Linked DNA regions of Hordeum vulgare: region 1 is linked to region 2. The links are chromatin contacts, called in public Hi-C maps. All regions are on one chromosome and are shown on one strand. Each heading gives the region's core, a stretch centred on a gene start, on an enhancer-like site or on the middle of the called end of the contact. The rest is flanking DNA. Distances are from core to core; before and after follow the strand shown.

Evidence for each region. Hi-C and Micro-C count contacts between places; a contact is called where the count stands out from the background.
Region 1: a Hi-C map of leaf shows a contact between it and region 2, with 2.7 times the contacts expected there. The contact joins the enhancer-like site here to the promoter of LOC123430076 in region 2. A contact is called at or near these places in 2 of 6 Hi-C or Micro-C datasets (leaf and seedling).

What each region holds. Positions count from the first base shown.
Region 1 is chr2H:354,820,448-354,825,301 of MorexV3_pseudomolecules_assembly, forward strand. No RefSeq gene overlaps it. Among protein-coding and RNA genes, the nearest start is that of LOC123427236, 520 kb to the right of the region's middle. Within about 2 kb of position 1,369, at least 3 of the 3 cell types and tissues checked have open chromatin away from gene starts, as enhancers often do. A contact at or near this core is called in leaf and seedling, where this site is marked.
Region 2 is chr2H:353,852,657-353,857,944 of MorexV3_pseudomolecules_assembly, forward strand. It overlaps LOC123430076 (glutaredoxin-C9-like), which reads right to left and starts at 2,809. Exons shown (of 1, transcript XM_045113989.1): 1 at 1,828-2,809. The coding sequence starts at 2,676. The coding sequence ends at 2,245.

The DNA of each region.
Region 1 (4,854 bases), core at 119-2,618, 970 kb after region 2:
AAAATATAAAAGACATTTATTTAATCGTTTTGGTGCTATTTTAATTATTATAGTGCATCTAAAACACTTTATAAAAATGTGGTTTTCAACATAACAATATCCACAGAATAATTGCCACACTTTGAACATTTTTGTTTTGACATTCAAAAACTTTATCAGTTTGACTTTATTTTAAATTTGAATTTGAACGGTGTTTGAACCAACAAGAGTTTAAAAAACAGTAATCACGGTGACGTTGCATCATTAGCATAAGATTACTATAGCTGAATTATAGAGATAACTGTAGCAAAGGCTGAGGATGTCACAGTCGGCATGAGAGGCATGGGTGGCTTCGGAGCTACCATGGGGGCATGGGAGACATGAGTTTTGCGTCTCTCATGGAAGGCATTGGAGCACCTCCGGAAGGACACATGTCTTCCGATGTGCATCCTCACATACCTTCGTATGATTCCGTTGAAGATCTTGACAACACCTACCGAGCTCCACATGATGATGTGGCGCGCGTCAATGAAGAGAAGGAGGAGGAAGAAGTGGAGGAAGAACTGTCTTCGGATGAGGATGAAGAAACAGAGGAAGAGGAAGACGAAGATGAGGCATGATTGTTCATGTGTCGTGGAATTAAACTATGCTGTGTCTTTTTTTATGTTTGAAATATTTATATTGTCTTCTCAAAATGAACAAGTTTCAAGCGCCGGCTCCTCGCGCGCGCAATATTTTGCCGTCACTGCTGGAGACAGCACACTCCAACGCGTTAATTTTTTTATTTCAACGTTGTAAAATAATTTTTACGTGGGAAGTGGTTGGGCGCATGTTAGAGATGCTCTAAGGGACAACTTGATGACGTTTCGCATAGAAACGAAATTCTAGTGTTCAGGTTGGGCGTACCAGTTTAAACAAGAATACAAACTTTTTTGTGATCCTTCCAGAATGTTCTTTTTGTTTTTTACAGGTTTTAGGAACCTTTCAGTACATTCTAATCCCGTTTTTCTTCTGTTTTGTTTCATTCTTGCTTTTTTCCCCAAAATTATTCCCTTTTTTAAAAGAACCCAGAAATATCAAAAACATTACTGCATTTTGTGGAAACATGTTCACGTTTACATCTTTTGTGAAAAAATTCCCGTGTTCAAATTTTATTAAAGAAATTCAGAGAATGGACAAAAAATCTAAAAAATTTGACGTTTCCAAACATGTTTCTAAAACATTTCCGCATTTAAAGAAGTTATATTGTTTCTTTAAAAAAGATCGCCGTAGTGATAGTATACACCGTACGTTGAACCGCCCGCTACGTGTTGGATCCCTCCACCACTCATGGCGCTACAGTGTGCATGGCTGGCCGATCAAGACGCCTTCTGTGCGGCAGCGTCCTAATTGATGCAGCGAGAGTACATGCATGCACGCTCCAATATGATTGAAGGCTAAGCGTGTCTACGTGGCACATCAGTCCACGTAACGTACTCGCTAGGTGTCTCCGTCGACTAATTTGACTAGCTGAATCAACTGTGGATGAGGTTTTGCTGTCAAAAGACCTTGTGGATATTGTTGCTGCTGCTACAACTACAATGGCTTTAGATGGCTGCAAGGGTCGGACAAGTCAGATATCCCCGTCGTTGTATTGCGCCATCGTGGGGAAGAAGATGAAGAGGATGATCGCATCAGGTGTAGACGTGTAGTGTAGGTGGATAGGTAGCCCACGTCTTGGACAGATTGTCACGTATATGTGCAAAGATCAGATCGACATCCCCTGTTGTCGGCCGGCCCAATCGTCTTTGCGCTGCGCTTGAGCATCAAGAGTAGATGCACGCCATTTCCACAACCGCAGCTGCATATGTTATACAGTACACTGGAGTATTATAATAGTAAAACCATTCAATTATTCCATGTTATTTTATGGCCGCCACGCCTCCAAGTGTCAAAGCCTGCTTGCAGGTTGCACCGGGGAAGGTCGGTACTGACTGTAATAATGCACTTTAAAATGAAGTTGGAATCCTTCTCACTATATACCCTAGTTTATATGCATGATTGCTCAACTGCTATCTAAACTAATCGCAGCTGTTAAACAAACCGTTTTGCTTACGGGAGGAAAAGTACTCCAATCTAGGAGTACTAGGATAAGGCAGCCTGCCTCATTGACCATTACTAGCATTTTAACTCATGATGATTCACCGGTCCTTGATTCTCTGAAAACTACACTAGGACTAGTTTTTCTTTATCATGTACTGTAAACACCTCACCTGGACGGTGGCCTGACTTGATGATGCCTTGCTTGCTGACACGTGGCTTTCAAACCACGGCGGTTAATTACTTAGTTTGTTGGTGTATTTCATGTCGTTATAACCAGATTAATCAGTCTTTTTCTACGATGAATCCAACTAATCAGTCCTTTCTTTTTTCTGGCGATGAATCCAGTTAATCAGTCTCCGTTGGTGTACTACTAGTAGCATAGCTCTGGCACTGGTGTGATATTCATTTTTCTGCCAACTTCACATAGTAACTAACCAAAGCAAGGTATAAACTGCAGGATATGCTACTAGGTGACACGTGAAGTGGGAGTACGGCCATATGCCAAGTACGCGCTCACCGAAATAGTTAATATACAAAAGTTTTATAAAAGCATAACGTACTTATAAAAATTATAGCTACACTAATAAGACAAAGAAAACTTTCGTGTAGTAGGTGCTTTATTCACATCATGGCATACGCAGGAGATCATGGATAAAAGATAGACATATGTATGACCACTTATGTCGGAGTGTTTGTTGGTGATTGAAGATGTGGATTCCATTCCACGATCAACAACTTCATGCCTTGGCTTTTACACCAACCAAAAGCCGGACACCTACCTAGGGAAACGTTGGTGCGAGTGACTGGTCTTTCTCGCAAGTCGAACAAAATCTCGGTGGATGAGCGGCTGTCAACCCCCAGTTTGAGGAGCAAGACGCACATTATAGTTACATCTTTGCATGATAGTCTTTTCAATTGTTCACACAATGAGGCTTCTTGCTTTAAGAAAACTACAAGTTCAAGGGAATAAACTCTTACATCAGTTTTGATCCCATCTTTGGCGCTGTTTTTTCTTCTTCTTCTTCTAGATGGTGGGAACAAATTGGCTTGTGTCATCATTTGGCCACACGCTAGACGTTGGAGAGTTGCATTTGCACAAATAATCCACCCAACATGCACGCACGAGTTTGTGGTTATCCAACGCTGATACTTTCTTCGTCCTAAAATAAGTGATTTAAAAATGACTCAACTCTACACTAACTTTAATACAAAGTTAAGTCAACTTCGAGTCACTTATTTTAGAACGAAGAAAATACATAAATCCAGTTGTATACATCTTCTTATATATGTTTCGAACAAGCAGTATAAGCAAATAGTCGCAAGCAATTGACAATCTTCTTTTTTCTCCGCTGATTCATACTACTACAAATTAATGAATCATTGAATGTATCTAGAACAACCCAGCATGTGATGTGAAGACTGAGAGCCTGCCCTCCTCCATACCCCTTACCCTGTCTGCATGATCTGTGGCTGTAGAATGCTCTGCTTCTGCTCCAACCCTACATCCACTAGTCCTTCGCTTACAACGAATCCTCCTAGCTAATAATTTCTTAGTACAATTATTGCTGCGAAATCAACTAGTGCCAGCTAGCTTAGGTTCGTTGTGTTGGGTTCGTTGCATCGATCGGTTGCCCATGCCCATCGACCACACAAGAAGATACGGGTGATTGGGTGAAGGCTACGTGCATTCTTGGCTTCATGCATGCATGCATATATATATACCCCTTCCGTTTCAAAATATAAGACTTTTTAGAGATTTTACTAGAAGACTGCATACGGAGCAAAATGAGTGAATCTATATTTTAAAATAAGTCTATGTACATCCGTATGTAGTGCATAATGCAATCTCTAAAAGGTCTTATATTTAAGAACGGAGAGAGTACATGCTTAATTGCTTACTTTATTCAATCAACTGACAGAGACATATAATGTTTGTTCTTGTTCTTGTTCTTGTGTTCATCACGTGCTTCCATCTAAGAGGAGACAACGGGCGAAGCACACCAAGGAACAGGTCACTCTTTGTTTGTTGCGATCTGTTTCTTCCTCTCTAGAAACATTGCATGGGACCACTGTTGAATTCCAAGCCATGCTGTTTGTTTCATTCATATCTTAATGACTTGATCAGTACGAGTCTAAAACTTGTATGCAGTTGATGCCTTCTGGTATATCTTCAACTTTTTTTTGCAGGGTGGTATATCTTTAACTTAGGCCATCTTCGACGGGGATCCGTAAATTTTTTTCGGTATCAGTCCGCAGATAGGAGAAACAGTTCTTGAACACTGATGCGAAAGCCCGCCTACCTGCATATATTCCAAACACTTCGAAACAAACCGGATAAATTTCATGCAAACACAACAGATTTTATATAAATCGAACTAGACTCATTACATTTTGGGCATATTTTAACTAAAATAAATATAACTATGTGCATGTCCGGCCGCGCGGAGCTCCATTCACATGTGCGGATACACTACACGAGTATACGGCCGACCGCGTTCCTTTGTCTTCCCGATGTCTAACAACCCGCTCATCAAATTGTCTGGAGCCCCGGACGTATAGTCCTCCCATATTCCCTGTCTCTGACTGCACCGCTCGTCGAGTGGCAAAGGGGGTGCTACAACCATAGGGGAAGGGTTGCATCTGCTTCCGTGAAGCGCAGATTCATGCTTGGTTTTTGGGAGGGGACGACGATGGCCCACGAGAGAGAACGAGACACCGACTGTGGACGCAAGCGGTTTGCCTACGATGGCCTTCGTGGGATCAAAGCGGCGGCGGTCTCCAATATTTTACTTT
Region 2 (5,288 bases), core at 1,559-4,058:
CGTGAAGAAACAATTAAATAAATAAAACACCCAAAGAGTAAAGGCAAAAAAGGAAACGACGCCCCATCACGAACGACGCACTGCAAATACACCGTGCTAGAGTTCAGCATGTGCTGAGGATGCCATGAGACATCACCCCGTCAACTATGAGACGAATGCGACGACTTCATTAATTTTAAGATCTTGTTGCGTCTCAGTATCTCGGACATGTTTAAAGGTTATGCGTGCATGTAGATAAATATATGTGCGTGTATATGAGTAGCTGTGGTGGTAGTGTGTTAAAAAAGAGTGCCACTAGAAGACCCACGTGAAGTATATAATCGATTAGTCAGTAAACCTACCACGGCCAAAAACAATCAAAGAATGGCTCGCTGTGTGCGTGGAGCTATCTATCGCAAACATCTGATTCAGACATTAATATGATGAATCGGCACATTGCAAATGCTGGCTCAGAGGAGAGGGGGGTTGAAAACGACGGCCCGTCTGTAATTGTATGTAATGTACTGCTACGTTTACTTACGTGTATCCATGGCATATACTAGTTTTTTTGAATGTCGTAATTTTTTTTTTGAATGTCGATCCATGGCATATAGCTGAGGCTGTCGTAGCTAGTGAGCGTAGTGGTGTAGCAGCAGCGAGTGACGAAAGGGCATCGGCATGCTGCATGCTGCATGCTGCATGCTGGTACCGGGCAAAGGGCGATGGACTTTGCTTTGCATATGGATCGCCAGTTATGCGTATGCATGGGTGACGACCGACGGGACTGCTATACTGTCTAAGTGTCTATACGGGGTGCTCCTTCTCCGTCTCTTTCGACAACCCAGCGACGTGCCGGCCCTATTCACGGAAACTCGTTCTCATCACGCCATGCCCACGTACTTACGTACATCCACTGCACCCAGGCAACTTTTTCTTTTGCCTTGCCTCTGCCGTCCACCACTCCACCATGACCTCCGACATTTCAAACCTAGCGTTACAATACTACATCCCCCTTTCTTTTTCCGTTTCTTTTCTCGCCGGAAACCTTATCACTTTGCTTTGACCGGCACACATTTACATATATACTTGTATGTATCATATCACGACCACAGTACTAATTTTGTATAGTTGTTCTTCTCCATGTCGTTACTTTTCTCTTAAAATTTACATACTTGGTTCAAAGGCATATTCACGACGACTGTACATATTCACAAGTAAAGTGCACATCAAGTTTAGCAATTAACCGTGCCTGAAATATGGCTTGTCTTGTATTGGTAATGCAGGTGAGTTCATTGTGGCTCGTCACACGACCCGTGCTTGCTTGCTTGCCAGCGGCATCTAGTCTTGGCTAACCTCAGCGATTCTTACCGGCCATGACCAACGAAAGCCTGCAAAAAACTAGCCGGTACAGTGAGGTTAAAGCATCTCACGGCAACCACTTCATGCATGCTACCTCACGCCTTTGAACCAAACCCTCCAACAGCAACAGCAAAAAAAAACAAAAAAGCAAAGTAACGTTTCATGGGGCTTTGCTCTGCTGCATGTGTCTGCCATCTGCGACTGCGTGCGTACGTACCGGTACTACGGACAGTCGCGTGCATCACCTTGTATGGACGCATCTTGCGGCGTCTTCCCACTTTCCATCAATTCAAAAATTCAATATTCCACCAACAATTATCAAAATGTAACTACTACACCATGCATGAGATGCATGTACGCATCAAAGCGTAACATGGACCGAAATGATAGCATGAGTATATATGATGGAGTAGCATGCTTAATAAACCATAATACTACAATATGATATTGTAGTAACGTTTTACGGTGGACAGATAAAAGGGCGCTTGATTTATCTCAGGATAATAACACCATGTGCTGATGTGCATGCTAGCTTGCTAGGCGTCATTGCATTGCATTGCATTACATTACATTACATTGTTGGTCTGATAGATAGCTTGCTAGTATCCCTCTCCACTCTGTAACCAACTACTCCTACGTAGATAACAATCACCTAAGGAACATAAACACACGCAAATGACACGGCTAATTAAGCTTTCCTTGTTAATTATATCTACATCTCACTAGCTAGTCAAGCTCAACACACCATGCATCGATCGCACGCGTCCATCCTTCCCACAGCCACAGGCTTGGCACAAGAAAAGAAAAGAAAAGAAAAAGAAGAAAAACGACCAACACGCAAATTAAACGCCGTCGTTGATCGCCACCATGAGTTCCGGCCGGCGAGACAGCAATGCAGGTGGCCGGTCAGAGCCAGAGCGCGCCGGCGTCCTTGAGGAGCGGGACGAGCGTGCCGTTGATGTGGCACGCCATCACCTTCTCCACGCCGCCCAGGAGCCTCCCGCCGACGAACACCACGGGCACCGGCGGCTGCTGGTGGTGGCCGGCGGCGCCGGGTCCCGAAGGCAGCAGCTGCGCCAGCGCCGTCTGGATCTCCCGTCCGGCGGCGCCCATCTGGTCCAACTCGTAGACGGTGGGGCCAACCCCGAGGCCAAGCAGGAGGCGCTTGACGACGTGGCACATGCAGCAGCCGCTGGCGCTGAAGACGACCACCGCGTTGCCGCTGGCCATGCGAGCCACCCGCTCGTACACCGCCGCCTCCTGGTGGCCCTCTGCCTCCGCCACGATGCCGCCGCCCACCACGCCATCAACCTGCTGCTGCTGCTGCATCCTCAACATTTTGACGCCTCCGACCTCTCCTTCTCCCTCCCTTAGCTCTTAGCTACGCTAGTGAGAGTGTGTATATAGTTGTTAATTCTTTGTTGGCGCAGTGCAAGGGAACGAGGGTGAAGAAAACAGGGAGAGGTGGAGGTGCGTTTATATAGGATAGGAGGAGAGGTGAAGCGGACAGGGTCGATCGATGGGAAGGGGGGGTGTGTATCTCGAATCGCGAAGTGTGTCCTGATCGTTGCTGCGTTGGAGAAGGGAAGGGAAGGGAAGGGTTGGGTTGAGGGTGTGGGGGGTCAAAGAGACATGGATCGCTTTTTGCAGAGACGGTCGCGAGCTCCGCAACGAACCCGGCACACTCTGACCACGAGTACTCCACCCCATTCCACATCGGTTACAAGAGATGAGAGAGTAAAGCGAAGCGAGGTCACTGTATGTAGGCGGTAGCTTTTCATCCTAGACGAGGAGAAGGAAAAAAAGCAAAGGGATGGCCGAAAGATGGATGCATGGCTAGGCGATCCATGCATGTAGCATGCACGGCCGCTTACTCATCTTGTGCCACATCAGCGAAATCAATTGCTCTTTATTATTTGATTATTTGAAGTACGTATATACAAACACAATAGCTTGGTCTTCTTCTTCTTTTTCCCGGGGAAAAAACACAATAGCTAAATCTAAGTCACTTGCAAATAGAATTTGGGTCAATCAATTTTCGTAGCAAGGAAACAGACCGCCGGAGGGAAGGAAGAAGCAGCGGCCACTCGCCGGAGAAGCTACCCATGATCTATTTTAGGGTGGCAGGTTGCCCCGTGATCTATCTTATGGGTGTTTGACATGAGGGTGCAGTTGGCCGGAAAAGAACTGATCATGTCCAGAGTTACATGTACCTGTAGCCTGTAGGCATAGAATTGAACGCCGAGTAGACGGAGGGAACGGAACATGACAGGGCGACAAGACCGCGTCGATCGTCACGGCAGCCGACAAGCCGACAGCACGACGTCCCCCTCAGCCGCCGTTTGACTCCTGGGCCCCAGCACCACCAAACGCCGTCACGTCCGTCGTCACAAATTCACGTCTCGCGTTGCCTTCACGTGATCGATTCCCCCAGCAGGCCCGGCCGGCATGCATAACCGTCTATCATTGCTGCGTCTTCGTCACCAACGGCTCACACCACACAGCCAACACAAATAATCCGCACTCCCTAAGAAAAAACGAATAGAGCATCTTTAGCAGGTAAAACCGCGGTACCTTAAAATTCGTTTACGGGATACTGTAAATTAATTTTGCCGTAACGCCGGCTGCATGACACAGCAGATCTTGTAAAGCGTATTACATAATTTAAATATGCGTTTATGTCATCCTACTTCGCCCAAATTTAAATATACTTCATACCTAACTCGAAACATACTAAATCTAAAACCTACTACCTCCCTTACACAACGCAAGACACTTTTTTTTATTAGTGTAGTATGAAAAAACATTTTACATTATGAAACGAAGGGAGTAAAATCTAACTAGTCATCCTTCTTGACATGGAGATGATACTCCATCATGGAGTTGGGGAGGACGAACGCAAAGTCGTACTCTTCCTTGGCCGTCTCTAACCGCGCGTTGACCCCTTCTTCTCCGGCGGCGACCGCCTCCTTCACCTTGAAAAATTCGTGCTCTCCCTCCCGAAGGCGCTTGATCACCGGCTAGAGCATCTTGTCGGGACAGTCGAATTACCGCCACACCAACTGATCGCCGCTGCGGGAGACGGAGCCGCGCCCCTGCGCTTGCACGCAACACCATTCCTTCATCGGCGGGCGGATGACGGAGCTCCCGGACTCGTCGTCATGGTAGGCCCACTTGTGTGGCGGCGAGCCATTGCGAACCCCTTGGCAACCCCGCCCATGTCTAGCACGCGAAATAGGATCGGTCCTTTTTGGTTGTGCGCGTGGGAAAGTGTGACCGTAGATTGAAGGATTTGCTCGCGGAGAGGATCGATTGCGTCGGAGAGGATTTGGGATTTGCTACATACAAATCCTTAAGCACGTGTGCTTTGATATATATATATATATATATATATATATATATATATATATATATATATATATATATATATATATATATATATATATATATATATATATATATATATATATATATAGCGAATAAGCCAGTGTTTTTGTGAGAGCCCCAATGCCCTTCCATCCCCCTTTGTTCTCCTTTTCATGTTTGGCAACCTTGTGATGCAATGTGAATGGATGAGAGACTTGGTGATGTTGTCATTTCATGTGCATCATGCATCATGCATAGCCTTTAATTCTTTTGTCTTCCTTGTTTGATCTTGGTGTGGTGGTATCACCTTGGTGGTGTATATGATTGCATGTGTCCTTGTGATTGTTCTTGTGAAGTGAAGTGGGTGCTGTTGGAAATATGCCCTAGAGGCAATAATAAAGTAGTTATTATTATATTTTCTTGTCCATGATAATTGTCTGTTGTTCATGTTATAATTCTATTAACCGGAAACAGTAATACATGTGTAAATATATATATCACAATGTGTCCCTAATAAGCCTCTAGTTGGCCAACTCGTTGATCAACAAATGATCATGGTTTCCTGATCATGGACATTGGATGTC